Regions from separate parts of the Cricetulus griseus genome. Here region 2 is linked to region 1. The links are chromatin contacts, called in public Hi-C maps. All regions are on one chromosome and are shown on one strand. Each heading gives the region's core, a stretch centred on a gene start, on an enhancer-like site or on the middle of the called end of the contact. The rest is flanking DNA. Distances are from core to core; before and after follow the strand shown. Region 1 overlaps Tcf4 (transcription factor 4). Region 2 has its middle 140 kb from the start of Tcf4.

Region 1 (6,779 bases), core at 2,619-5,118:
ATAGTGATCCCGTGGCTTTTTTCTGTTGCATGGTTTTCAAGCTGTAGCTGAGAGCCTAATTGTTGTAACAGTGGGACTGTGCATCATGCAGGGCTCCCAGCTGATAAGAATGCTCCTGGCCCATGAAACAAATTCCTAGTCACAAGTTTTTAGAGTACACAGATTACAAATGGAAGGATCTTTGTTGCAGATATCCATCAACCTGAGAAATACATTGAGAATTATATCAAGGTCACGTTCCAAATGTAGTCTGAAGGCCAGGAAGTGGTTAAGAGTGCTTGATGAGCAATGATCCGGACCAGGGTTTAAATGTCACATAACACACCCTGCACATCTCCATAACCCTAACTCCCAGGGAAGACAACACAGGAGGAACAGTGGAGCTTGCTAGCTTCCAGACTAACCAAGAAATCTTGAGTTCCCGGTTTTAGGGAGAGATCCCGCCTCAGAGGAGCAGGCTGAAAGTAATAGGGAAGAGTACCCTATGCCCTCTAATGGTCTCCTCTTGAGAACAGGTGTGTCACAGGCACACACATGTGAGCATATTCTCACAGAGACACATACAAACAAACCAATAGTCTTTCAAATGATGTGTGAACATGAGCAGTAGAGCAAAGTTAAAAATCCCAGATTTTTCCTGGGAGCGGTGCACCCCCTTCCATAGGTACCATTTGTAAATGCTGATTACACCTCAAACATAAGAGAAGCTTAATTTCAGAGTATCATTAGGGTATCTATTGAAGCCTTGACTGCACATCTTTAGCGTACTCCCTGGGAATTATATTTTAAGGACATTTTTCTATTAAATCATTGCATATGGAAGAAACTCAATATAATAGCTGATATTTACTCGGGTTCTTAATCAGAACATTGAGGTGTATGATTTTCATGATTATGATTTTCATTGCAATTAAGTTGATGTTTTGTAGACAGTGAAATTACCATCTACTCCAAAAGATTGCAAAATAGAATTTAACCTCAGAGCCGATGCAAGGAAAACTTGTTTCCACAGGTGCATTTCTGAAACTTCACCAGACAGCACAGGGGAACCAGGAGGAGCCCGGGTCTGGCTGGAAGGAAGTTCTGCGTTTCTGGAGTGAATGTATTTATGCATAGAATTCTGGACGTCAGCTGATCTCTGTTTCTATCTTTTTTTATTTCATCTTTCTATAGGAATGCCACCAGGTCTCCAGGGCCAGAGTGTGTCTTCTGGCAGCTCCGAGATCAAATCTGATGATGAGGGCGATGAGAACCTGCAAGACACAAAATCTTCTGAGGACAAGAAATTAGATGACGACAAGAAGGATATCAAATCAATTACTAGGTCAAGATCTAGGTAACAGTATATAATACTGTCGCTTCATTTAATTCCTTTATTGGACTTTGATGAAGTGAACAGAACAGGAAGAAACTATTCAGTTTTTTCCTGGCAGGTAAAGCCTCAGATGGAAAGAAAATGAAAGGCCTGTTCAGGTATCATTTAAGATACCTGTATTCTAGTGAGGCCTAAATGGCTTTGGATTTACAAATTTGGACCCAATGCTAATTGCATACCATAAAATTATTTGTACCTGATTCAAATGAAAACAGTTTCTTGTTAAAACTGTATTCTTCAAATTTGGTCAGAACTGTTTTTGCCTCAAGTATTTCTAAAGAGGAGATTTTTAGCCATGCTCAAGAGTCAATTGATTGTATATACAACTGTATGTTTTTTTTTCTTGTCTTTCAAGTAAGAAAATTCTGATTTCTTAATTTTATTCTGAACAGGTTGCTGTATGTAAAATAAATTCTAATTTTTTTCCCTCCCTGCTAAAAACACAACTGCAGGGAAATAGCTTCAAGTTGCTGTTCTTAAATATCTACTATCTTTGAATTCAGTGTGTCTCTTTTAACTTGAGTCTGATGATCAGATAGCTGGTTTAGGGTTCCTCAGGACCCATATGCATTGCCTTCATTCCTTTGGGTTAATTTTCTTTGCAGATTACCCAGTTGTGTCAAGACTTCAGCTTCTTTTAAAGGTTATGGTTCTCAGAGCTATAGCTGGTGTCTTTCATGGGTCGCATTCACACTGCTTTTTCATCTCTTCATAACTATCATGACAAATTACATTCTGTGTCCTGCTATTACTAGGTCCAGAGATGCTAAGTGCTTCTATCTTACCCCCTCCTCCCATCACTGTAGTTTCCTGATTTGTGGTCACATTGGCAAGAAATCCTTGGGTGGGGATTTCACATCCTGAATAGTTTCTCTGAGTGAGTTCTTGGTAATTTAGTGGCCATAACGTATACATATTAATTGGTTCTTTGAAGTTTCAGAACATCTTTTTACTTACCATTAGGTATCTCTTGTTAACAGCCATCTTCATGCCATTTATAATGTATGCCTTGTAGAGTCTTCAGTGAAATAGTGTCCATGAGGAATTTATTTATGTAAATAACTAGTTCAAATTAATCATTAGTCTGAAATTTTTTTCCCATTTTCTGGTTCTCCCTATGTAAAGTTTGACACGTGGTTACTGTCTAAAAAATATTGCCAGTCTTTTGCTTCAGAATAGGCCTACCAGAGACTCAACTATTTGCTTAATGGTATGCAGGGACAGTTTAATCACAGGCTGCATTCCCACCAGTGGCAGAAATTCTGGGAGAAGGAAAAGGAGAAGCTGGAAGGAAAATGAGGAAACAGAGAAAGAAAAGCCTTGCACTAGCTTTCAGTCAGTGGTATTCTGGCTTTCTTTCATAGCAGCATAGTCAGTGATGGTTGGGAGGTCACGAAGTCAAGCATTTCACACCACCTCACCCCAATACATACTCTTCTGTCTGAGCATCCTTACTACCTCAGGTACTTTACAGAGTTCAAGAATGCCTCTCCTGGTTAGGGCTCCTCCAGGGTAATTGGCCCTATTTGCACTTTGAATGCCACCTGTGGCTTTTCTTTTCTCTCTTTTTTTATTAGTATATGTTCATTGTACATATTGATGGGTTTCATAATAGTATTTCCCATCAAGCCCACTATGGACTTTGAACATGTTCATACTCTCCTGTTTTTTGCTTCCTGTTAGCATCCTACAGTATCCATGCTTCTACTTTCCTATGTTAGGAAAACTGGAGGACCACATGCAGAAAAGGGTGAAACCAGGTCCCTAACACTCACCCTGTACAAAAATCAGTTGAGAATGGGTGGAAGACCCTGTTGTAAAACCTGAGACTAGAAAGAAATGGGGAAAGCACTTCAAGATACAGGCATGGGCAAGGGCATTCTAAATAGGACTCTAGGAGTTCAGGGACAGGTCACATGGGAAGACGATACCCATTTAAAGTCAGCATTCATTACATACACAGTGAAGAGCTAATCCTCCCATCTTCGGTTCATCTTCAGTATGAAGACTCATCATCTTGATTTGACTCTGAACAATTTGGACTTAGGGGATTTTAAGCTTCTCTTCAAGTCTCTGTACCCAGTAGCTTGGAAAGGTCTCTCTCTCTCTCTCTCTCTCTCTCTCTCTCTCTCTCTCTCTCTCTCTCTCTCATCTCTCTCTGTGTGTAGTAGTATTTCTTCTTTCCCTCCCCCCAATGTTTCTCAAATTGAGAGTCCAGAAGAGTTTTGGTATTGGTATCTCATCTGGGGTTTTTTGTTTTGGTGAGTCTTTTTAGACAAACGTCTCCCCCAGCTCTCTTTTCTTTATAATATCCCTCAAAATGTCCCAAACCCTGGATCCATGAATACATCTGTGAGAGGAGATATGTTTTCCAGATGGCTCATCCACTGAGTCACCTTCTATAGCCAAGTCTCAGATGGGCCACTGTGACCACCAGAGATGATCAGACCCCAACCTTATGCCTACTGAACCCATTCTTTTATGATGAATCACAGGATATTTTAGTTCTAACAGAGAATCCTGTTTGGCTTTCTTTGTGACTCATAGAGTTCCTGGTCAGTTATAAAGAGGAGGTGTTTGGGTTTTGTATTGTGTTACATAGCTGATGTCACTTCAGGTTTCCTCAACTTCCTCAACTTATTTTGGAGATCATAAGCATCCGTCATCTGAAAGACCACAGAAATCATGGTATCACTCCCCCACCCCACCCCCCACACATACTTTTCATTTAGTTTGTAGAAGAAAGAAGACTCAAGACTCAGACAGAGTCAGTGGTTTGGACAGTCTTTGGATGTGGACACTGTCTGCTCTATGATGTTTCTAGTTCCTCCTCCTGTTAACATGGCTTATATTTACTGCGACCAACAAAAATCTGACTGCCAATCACTTATTTTCCGTCCGTTTCACATCTCACAGTATGAAAAAGTTTTAAAGATGAAGTAGTCATTTGCATTTTGATTAGTATAAGCTGAGCCTGGGTGGCTGTCTGCGTTAAGACTGAGATGTGTATATTGCATAGTGCATGAAGTTTTCATTCCCCTTCTGTGTCCCCTACACCAGGATGGACACTATGACCCTGATGGAGCCCAGATCATCCTCTGCTGTTTGATTTGGGTAAAATCCCTGGGAAGAAACAAAAGCTTTGTGTGTGCTTTTCCTAAACCAACCCCAAGGTCAGATGAAGGTCAAACGGATACAGTTCTGCCAAGGATGGATCTGACAAGTCTCAAAGTAATGTGATACACATAGCATCTTTCCCCCACACTGTCATGAAAGGTCCCATCCCTCTCGCCCTACAGCAATAACGATGATGAAGACCTGACCCCAGAGCAGAAGGCAGAACGTGAAAAGGAACGGAGGATGGCCAACAATGCCCGTGAGCGCCTGAGGGTCCGAGATATCAATGAGGCTTTCAAGGAGCTGGGCCGCATGGTGCAGCTCCACCTGAAGAGCGATAAACCACAGACCAAGCTCCTGATTCTCCACCAGGCCGTGGCTGTCATCCTCAGCCTGGAGCAGCAAGTGCGAGGTCAGGAGATAGATGCTTTAGCACCCTCTAAAGAATTGCTAGGGTGGGGGACTGCATCAAAATCTCTCTCCTGTTAATTAAGTTGTAGCGTGTTCTTCTAACTAGTGTTATATTACAGCTGTTCCTTTTGTGTGGCCAATTATCAAACATGATTGGCCAGCCTATTTTCATTCTTTGCTTTTGTAGGGTGTGTGTGTGTGTGTGTGTGTGTGTGTGTGTGTGTGTGTGTGTGTGTGTGTGTGTAGGTTGTAAGTTAAAGGTTAGTAAACCTGGGGCATCATTCTTTTCGGGTTGTCTATCATGATTCCTGAGACAGAACCTCTCACTGGGACCTGGGGCTTTCCAATTAGACTAGGGTTGGATAGCCAGTGAGGCCCCAAGGATCTGCCTATCTCTGTCTTGCCAGTGCTGGGTTACCAGCTTGCCACATGTCACTTTTTGTATGGATGCCAGGTACTGAACTTAGGTCCTCATGCTTGCACAATAATCACTCCCAATGAGCTATCTATCTTCCTAGCTCATTGTTTTAAATCGTAGTTGTCATTTTGAGGAAGGTTCTTATTGTATAGCTTAGTCTAGCCTAGAACTATATGTAGCAGAGACTGCCCTTAAGTTTATGATTTACTGGCTCTGCCTCTCAAGAGCAGGGAGACAGGCCTGAGTCATCATGCCTGCCTTCATGCTTGTAGAGTTCGGATTCTGGGTGCAGTTAATGGCAGTTAGATGAGTCGATTCCTTGTGCACCGGCCCTCACTGCTAGCCTCATCGGTAATGTGAATCAGAGTCTACGTGTCTGGCATGGACAGAGGAGAACTTCTCCACCCTCTCTGTAGAGCCCTGCTGACTGGATGCCCTGTGCTTTCATATCCCACAGAAAGGAATCTGAACCCGAAAGCTGCCTGTCTGAAAAGAAGGGAGGAAGAGAAAGTATCCTCAGAGCCTCCCCCTCTGTCCTTGGCTGGCCCACACCCTGGGATGGGAGATGCAGCGAATCACATGGGCCAGATGTGAAAGGGTATGCTGGCTGCGTTTTCCACTGTCTCTGCCCTCTCCCAGTTCCCCGTGGCACCCAAGCCACCAACAACTGGTATTACCCAGATTAGCCAATACTGTTCTTTCTTGAAAATGAGGGCTTAAAATTTTTTTAAATCATTTTCAATCACTGTTTTAATTACTTTTTTCTCCTTTTCTTTCCTCAGGTCCAAGTTGCCACCTTGCTTCATTAAAACAAGAGACCACTTCCTTAACAGCTGTATTGTCCTAAACCCACATAAACACTGCTCCTTAACCCCCTTTTTGTAATATAAGACAAGTCTGAGTAGTTATGAATCGCAGACGCAAGAGGTTTCAGCATTCCCAATTATCAAAAAGCAGAAAAACAAAAAGGAAAGAAAGAAAGAAAAAATGTGCAACTTGAGGGACGACTTCTTTAACATATCATTCTGAATGTGCGAAGCGGTATGTACAGGCTGAGACACAGCCCAGAGACTGAATGGCAATCCTTCCACACTGTGGAGCAATGCATTTGTGCCTAAACTTCTTTTGGAAAAAAAAATATAATTAATTTGTAAGTCTGAAAAAAATATTTAATTTAAAAAAAATTGTAAACTTGCAATAATGAAAAAGTGTACTTCTGAAGAAAACGACATGAACGTTTTTGTTGGCATTCAAGTCAGCTAGTGTTTCTAATTACCGGATATTGAATAGGGGAAGCCCGGCTACCCTCATAACAAAACCAGCAAACGTCCTGATGGCAACGAAATGATGACATTAGCCATTCCTTAGGGTAGGAGGGACAGATGGATGTTATAGACCTATGACAAATATATATATAAATATATATATAAATATATATTAAAAATTTAGTGACTATGG
Region 2 (6,779 bases), core at 1,384-3,883, 480 kb before region 1:
TTAGTGAGGGGACAATTGTGAAAGTGAGAGCGCTCACAGTTCATCCATCCGGCACTCCAAACACGGTTTCACCAGAACTCTGCCTTTAGACTGGAAAGAGAACTGTCTGATGATGACAGTGACATGTTTCTCTAAATATGAATACTGAACACTTAAAATATAACCCTGTGCCTTTATCTTTTAGAGATTCTCACACTGTCTTGATTATTTTTTACCTGTCAACTCTACTAGACACGCCGTATGGTGAGAAATAGAAATAAAAAGAAGATAAATTTAGGGGCTGGGGGGATGTCTCAGGGGGTTAAAGCTCTTGCTGCAGCAACCTAAGAACTGGAATCTGGATTCCAGTGTCCTGTGAAGAACATGTGTGATGGCATGTGCCTGAGCCCCAGAACTGGGTGGGGAGGGCAGGTTGCTAACCAGCAAACCTCCCCAAACATCGGGTACTAGGTTCAGTTAGAAACACTCTCTCAAAAGCAAACAAGGTTGAGAAGGAGAAAAAGAAGGCACTGATGTGGACCACTGGCCTCCACTACTACACATGAATGCATACCATACACACAAGAGGAAGATAAGGGTTGGGGGGATGCAGATGGTACTTGATACAGTCTGATAGGGAATAGCCTTGATACCAGCAAAAGTTCTTCTTTAATTTATTTCTGTACTTATACTTGTGTTTTATGCATAGGATCTTTTTAGCTATTCTTTTCTTTTTTAAATAAATTTCATTTGTTCTTTCATTGTAGGCATGGGGCACATGCTAGATAGTGCACTGTGGAGGTCAAAAGATGAGAAAGAGTTCTGTGCTATGATGTGGATCCCAGGGATCAAACTTGGGTCATCCAATTTGGCTTCAAGCACCTTTACCACTGAGCCATCTCACCAGCCCTCTATCTCTGCATCCTGAATCCTCTTTTCACCACCATACACAGCCTGGCTCCTAAAGGTAACAAGTACTTCCTACCTGACAGTCTGTGGGACATTCCTCACCTCCCTTTGGTTCCTGTGTGAAAGTCTGCTTCCTGTGTCCATCTCCTGGTTATTTACCCCACACACACATTTGTTTCCTACTGCCTTTGACTTTGAACAGCAAACCTTTGATAGGTGGCTAGGAAAGCAAAAGAAAGTTTACTCCATGTTTGTTGTTGTTTTCAAACTATACTGTCTTTTGTAATTTATAAGATCCTGCCCAGGTGGGGCCAGATGGGTGACAAAATTGCTTTTCTCATCCATCCATGATCAGAGAAACTAAAAATTTAAAAAACTGGAAGCTGGACAATTACATTTTATCCTCAGCTCTCTATGACCTTGGAGAATCACTCAGTGGTTTCACTATAACAAAAAGGTGAACCGTGTATAGCATGGCAGCAAACCTTAGGGATCACAGATAGATGCCAGGCATTCAGGCCAGTTCTCCATCATCATGCTGGGGGCCCTCTGGATAAGAGAACCACATTCACCAAGTGTAAGCCATGCATGGTGATTCTGAGGGCCTGCGTGGTGCTAAGCAACTCCATCTATACAGAGACTGCATTGTGGGCAATGGATAAGAAAGAGACTACAGGGAAAGGCCAGCAACAACATAGTAGCAACAGTGGAGAAATAACATCTGCTTGCATTTCAGGCAGGTGTTGCCTCTCCTGTTGCCTAAGAAGACAGCCTGTTGGCTACTGAACAAGAGGAAACTCTTCTGAGAAATTGTGTCACAAACCTCTTCTTCTTGTTCCTCTGGTGACAAATGAGGATGCATTCCTAGCAATATTTCTTTCTCTGTTCCATTCTCTTCAGCACACTGTCTCACACGCTTATCTTCCTAAAACTCTATTTGTAAACCTGGTGGTGATGGCACAGTTCTTTAATCCTAACACCCAAGAGGCAGAGGCAGGCAATTCTCTGCAAGTTTGAGGCCAGCCTGGTTTACAGGGTGAATTGTGAGTTCCAAGACAGCCAAGGCTGTCTCAAAAAGACAAAACAAAACCAAAACAACAACAACAAACACTTCAATATGTATACTAAATAATTTTTTTAAGTATCTACTCTGTCCCCTATATCTGAGATACCAAAAAGAAAAAGCTACTTCTGAACCAAAGAAACACCATGCTTGGGTCATTCTCTCACACAAAACCAGCAATGCCATCGTGATGACAACTAATAGGAATCTGTCTGTCAGAGCTACCATTGTCAACTTGACAGGCTCTAAAATCACCTAGAAGACACACCTCTGGCCATGTCTAGGGGGAGTCTTTTGAGATTTCATTAAGGGAGGAAGGATAGTATCACTCCATGATCTGGGGTCTGGAATGGAATGAAAAGGAGAAACTGAGCTGAATGGCAGCGTTCATCCCTCCCCACACACACTGCAGTCAGTGTGACCAACTGCTTCTTCACTGCAGACAGTGTGACCAGCTGCTTCCTCACTGCAAACAGTGTAAGCAACTGCTTCCTCACTGCAGACAGTGTTCATCTCCCCACCCCCACTGGAGACAGTGTGATCAGCTACTCTCTCACTGCAGACAGTGTGACCAGCAGCCTCTTCATTGCAGTGTCACCTGCCGCCTCCTCACTGCAGACAGTGTGACCAACTGCCTCCTCACTGCAGACAGTGTGATCAGTTGCTTCAACTCTGCAGTGTGACCAGCTCCCCCATCATCAAGCCACCCACACCCACTTCCTTCCTCGTCATGATGACTGTACCCTCAATCAATGAGCAAAATAAACACTTCCTAAAATTCCTTCTGTCTGGTATTTTGTTACAGCCAGAAGAACTGGTCTCTGAGAAGCACCCTCAGGGAGTGTGAACATCCTCTCTACCCTAAACTCATACCCTACAACTGCCATACTGTTTAGTCATTTGAATTGCCTCCTATGCATTAGTGTTATTTCCTCCATGGCACTGTAATCTACTGAAGTGCAAGGATCTGGGCTTATAGTCATTCTTTTTTGGTCACTCACAAGGCAGGGATTAATTCCTTGGTTTTGCACTCAACGGGTTTTTTTTTTAATCTGAGGATAAATCAAAGGACGTTAAAGATTTGATTGATTTCAAGGATTAAATCCAACACCAGAGAAGTTTCCTCTTAGTGAAAACTTCTTAGTTCTTAAATAATAAAACCATCAGTGCAACTTACCATAAAAATTGAATTTTAAAAATGTGTTTAAATGTGAAGTAGAGAGAAAACATTGCTAGTTCTATAACATCTAATGTTTAATTTTTTTAAAAAAATATATCATCAGCTTGCTTTTCTTTCAATTAATTGTGCTTGTAATTTTTCCAATTAGCCTCAAACTCTACTCCCATTACTTTGCTTTTTTAGGGAAGTATTAGAACAAATCATTCTACAGTGTATTGCACTAATGATAACTTGTATGATCTTATTTAGTCATTTAATATGAAAGGAAGAAAATCTCTTCCTTCTGGTGAAGCTGCTCCCCCACATACTGCTTTTGGGTAAAGCTAGTCAAGAGGACTGACTGGTAGTCACCTATAGGTTTCATTATCAAATGAGCTCAGTAGGTTTCATTATCAAATGAGCTCAACCTAGCTGCGCATGGTAGTGCATACCTATAAAGCAAGAACTTGGGAAACTGAGGCAGAATGATCAGGTAGAATTCAAGGCCAGTTCTACAGGCTACACAGTGAAACTGTATTCAAATAGAACTGGAATGCTCCACTCATCTTGAAGAAGGCAGCATGTGGATTTTGTTTCTGTGTTGTAATAACTGCTCTCATAATGGAGGACCCAAGAGCAGGTGAAAATAGAGGAGAATTCTAGCACAAGCAAAGCTGGCCATGACGTGCTTCTGGGACTTTCTGGTAGAGAGACTTGAAAGGATGAGACATACCCTCTGGCCTTGACTAGAAAACCAGCAGAGTCACACAGAACCAAGAAAATACTAGAATCCCACTGAAGCAAGCCAGGGTCTACAGTAAGAGTAACATGGAGTTCCAATCATGACTAGAGAATGTAACAAGATCATTGTGTGAGTGAAGCTAAGTGTTGTCTGGCAGCCTTGGACTCCAGGTTCATGAGAACACCTGTAAGAAACAGCCCTGTAATAACAAGGACTCTAAAGTGAAGTAAAGGCTTTGTCAATCTAAAGTACTTGATCAGTGTTCTTGAAGCTCTGGGTTTGAACCCCAACACTGCATGTAAACACAGCTTCTTGGTGGTAAAGGCAAGAGGAACAAAAGTTTAAGGTCATCTTCAGCTACACAGCACGTTCAAGATGGGTGGAATATATGAGAGCCCATCTCTAATAGTTCATTCAAAATGCCATACTTATACCTGCATTTGAAGCAAACCCTTCCAACTCTCCAACAATGTTTAAAGTTAGGTGTCAGAGGGAAGCAGATTTTGAAGACTCCAGTTCTTACACATTCTACTTGCTCAAAGGACAGATCCAGTCCAGAGATCTGTTCCACAGTGCAGTCCATTTATTCCTTTCCTCTGCCTACAGACATTGTCAGGACAGGATACTACAAATCTGGCCCACCATCTGCATTTATTCATTAAAGCTTTACTGGAACAGATGCAATTAGTTTGCATTTTATCTAGATCTGGTTTTGTACCAGGGCTACACAGTTGAACATGGACAGGGGTTGTGTGGCATGCCACATCTAAAGCATTTACTACCCACACAGAGAGTGTTTGCTAACTCCCAGAGCAGTGTGTAGTGCAAGACGACTGTACTTCCTACCTGTATTATTTACTAAACAGAGTTCCCTGATTCTCCTATGTCTCCTAACTCAGAATGCCATCATTACATCCTTTCTTCTCAGGAGCCAGAACTGTTGTAATCTAGACCCTGATAAAAGCTTCAAAGTCTCATCCTTAACATGGTGAAAGATAATCATGGAACGTCTTCCACACAGTGGTCATACAAGTCCAATGTCATAATGCATGGAGCATCCCTCATCTATTGTCTGGTACAAAATAAACATCAAAAAACAAAGAGCAATTACTGCTATCAGTCAGGTAGGTAGTGGTCATTTTAGAATCTCATTCAAGTAGAATTTGTTTCTAATATAATGTGCACTCTTGCTAAGTCTAGCAATATGGTCACTGGTCAGAACAAGTAGAAGCAGGATAAGGCAATCAGTTTAAATGATGTCAATATAAAAAAAATTATTTTAAGAAAATCCCTTATCATGCTTTATTGCTGGCAATCTCTACAGTATCTTGTAAATTGCTTTAAATAGGTATTTAAAATTTTCTGTAGGCCTCTGTCAAATACAGATAAGGGTCGGGAAGGGAAAATTTACATTTCATCAGTATTAAAAATTCATTAAAACTCATGAAAATGTACTTTATCATGCTTTTTGGTGTTTTATATTACAATCCCTGGGACATACTTGGGGGGGAAAATCATTTCACAGTTGCTGTTTAAATCTTAAAACATCTCAAATTCTTTCTTCAACTCCAAACGCCATTCATTACACTCTTTCTTCTAAAGAACCGTAACTGCTGTAATCTAGACCCTGATAAAGGCTTTAAAGTCCTCCCTTAGGATGCGTGGGGTGGAGAAAGACAGAACATTAGTGTCAAAGAAGCATATTATTTGATTCTCAATATAATTAATAAACTCTTTCTCTTCCCCACAGGAAATCTGCTAAATCTCCGATTCTTATTTGTGTTGAAGCAGAAGATTTAGCTACTTACCTAACAGAAAGGGGAGAAAAAGATCTGAAAAGGGCTTTAAGTATTTAGTACTTTAAACCCTGCATAAATTGGAGATTTGAATAAAAAATCAGCCCTGGTATTTTTCTATGAACATGGTGAACAGAAGGAATATATGTGCTCAGAGGAATAGCGTTTTATGCCAAACATCAATCAACCCAGCTTTAGAAGCCTATTTATAATACTGTGGGGGTTCTGGACAGTGGCACTTCACACTGTGAAGACCAATCCGTGACATTAGACAGTGAACAATTGAAGTCTTTACAAATAATTAAAAGTCTGTTTGAAAATGGAGACGTTTTTTCCACAGCTTCCGCGTGTGTGCGAGATGTCATCGATATTCAAGAGTGTAAATATTGACTACTTATTGCTGCTAGCCAGAAGGAGAAAATTCCCTTTGAAATAATAATGTGGAGTGTGTGTATATAACATATACATATGTATGCACACACATATGCATAGAGATGTTAAATATATAGTCATATAGGGAGAGAAAATATAGATTTCACTTTATATGACAGTTGAATAGCTATGCTTTAAACAACCTATGTTCCCTGCCAGTGCAGTTTGAGTGTGAGTATGTATGTATGTATGTGTATATTTATGTGTATGTATGTGTATGATATGCAAAGAGACACAAAATATTTCTGAAAATTTTTATCCATGATTTTTTTTCTATAGCATGGTGAGAGATATTAGAAAACACCATACATCTCATCTTAAAACCCTCTAAGTTGCTTAACTTGGCACCTAGAACTGTACAATTCTAGAGCTTGTAAGGACAGAATTAATAATCATAATCGTGTCTAGTTTTCAGAATGTTTTAAGCCCACCTCAAATCCTTTTGGGGTGCAGGCAAAGCACAATTAATACATCAATTAAAACCCTGAACACAGCACCTTAATTTGACAATTTTTCACTTAAGAGACATGAGAATCACAATTTTTAAAATTAAAAATATCACTCATGGTTATTATTCCAGACTCCTCGTTAAGAAGAGAACTGCTAGAGGTATCGGCACACTCTGGCAGTATATGGAGGCAGATAAACAAAAGCCATTACCTTTCTGCACGGCGCTTCCAATACCTATCTAGCACCTGC

The links. Hi-C and Micro-C count contacts between places; a contact is called where the count stands out from the background.
Region 2: a contact with region 1 is called in a Hi-C map of fibroblasts, with 6 times the contacts expected there. The contact joins two enhancer-like sites. A contact is called at or near these places in 3 of 8 Hi-C or Micro-C datasets (the CHK-Q cell line, fibroblasts and liver).

What each region holds. Positions count from the first base shown.
Region 1 is chr2:169,797,635-169,804,413 of CriGri-PICRH-1.0, reverse strand. Tcf4 (transcription factor 4) reads left to right here. Exons shown (of 18, transcript XM_035440081.1): 15 at 1,174-1,336; 16 at 4,675-4,904; 17 at 5,779-5,919; 18 at 6,104-6,779. The coding sequence ends at 5,915. Among named protein-coding and RNA genes, the nearest start is that of Ccdc68, 260 kb to the right of the region's middle. Within about 2 kb of position 3,868, at least 2 of the 6 cell types and tissues checked have open chromatin away from gene starts, as enhancers often do. A contact at or near this core is called in fibroblasts, where this site is marked.
Region 2 is chr2:170,274,310-170,281,088 of CriGri-PICRH-1.0, reverse strand. No RefSeq gene overlaps it. Among named protein-coding and RNA genes, the nearest start is that of Tcf4, 140 kb to the right of the region's middle. Within about 2 kb of position 2,633, at least 1 of the 6 cell types and tissues checked has open chromatin away from gene starts, as enhancers often do. A contact at or near this core is called in fibroblasts, where this site is marked.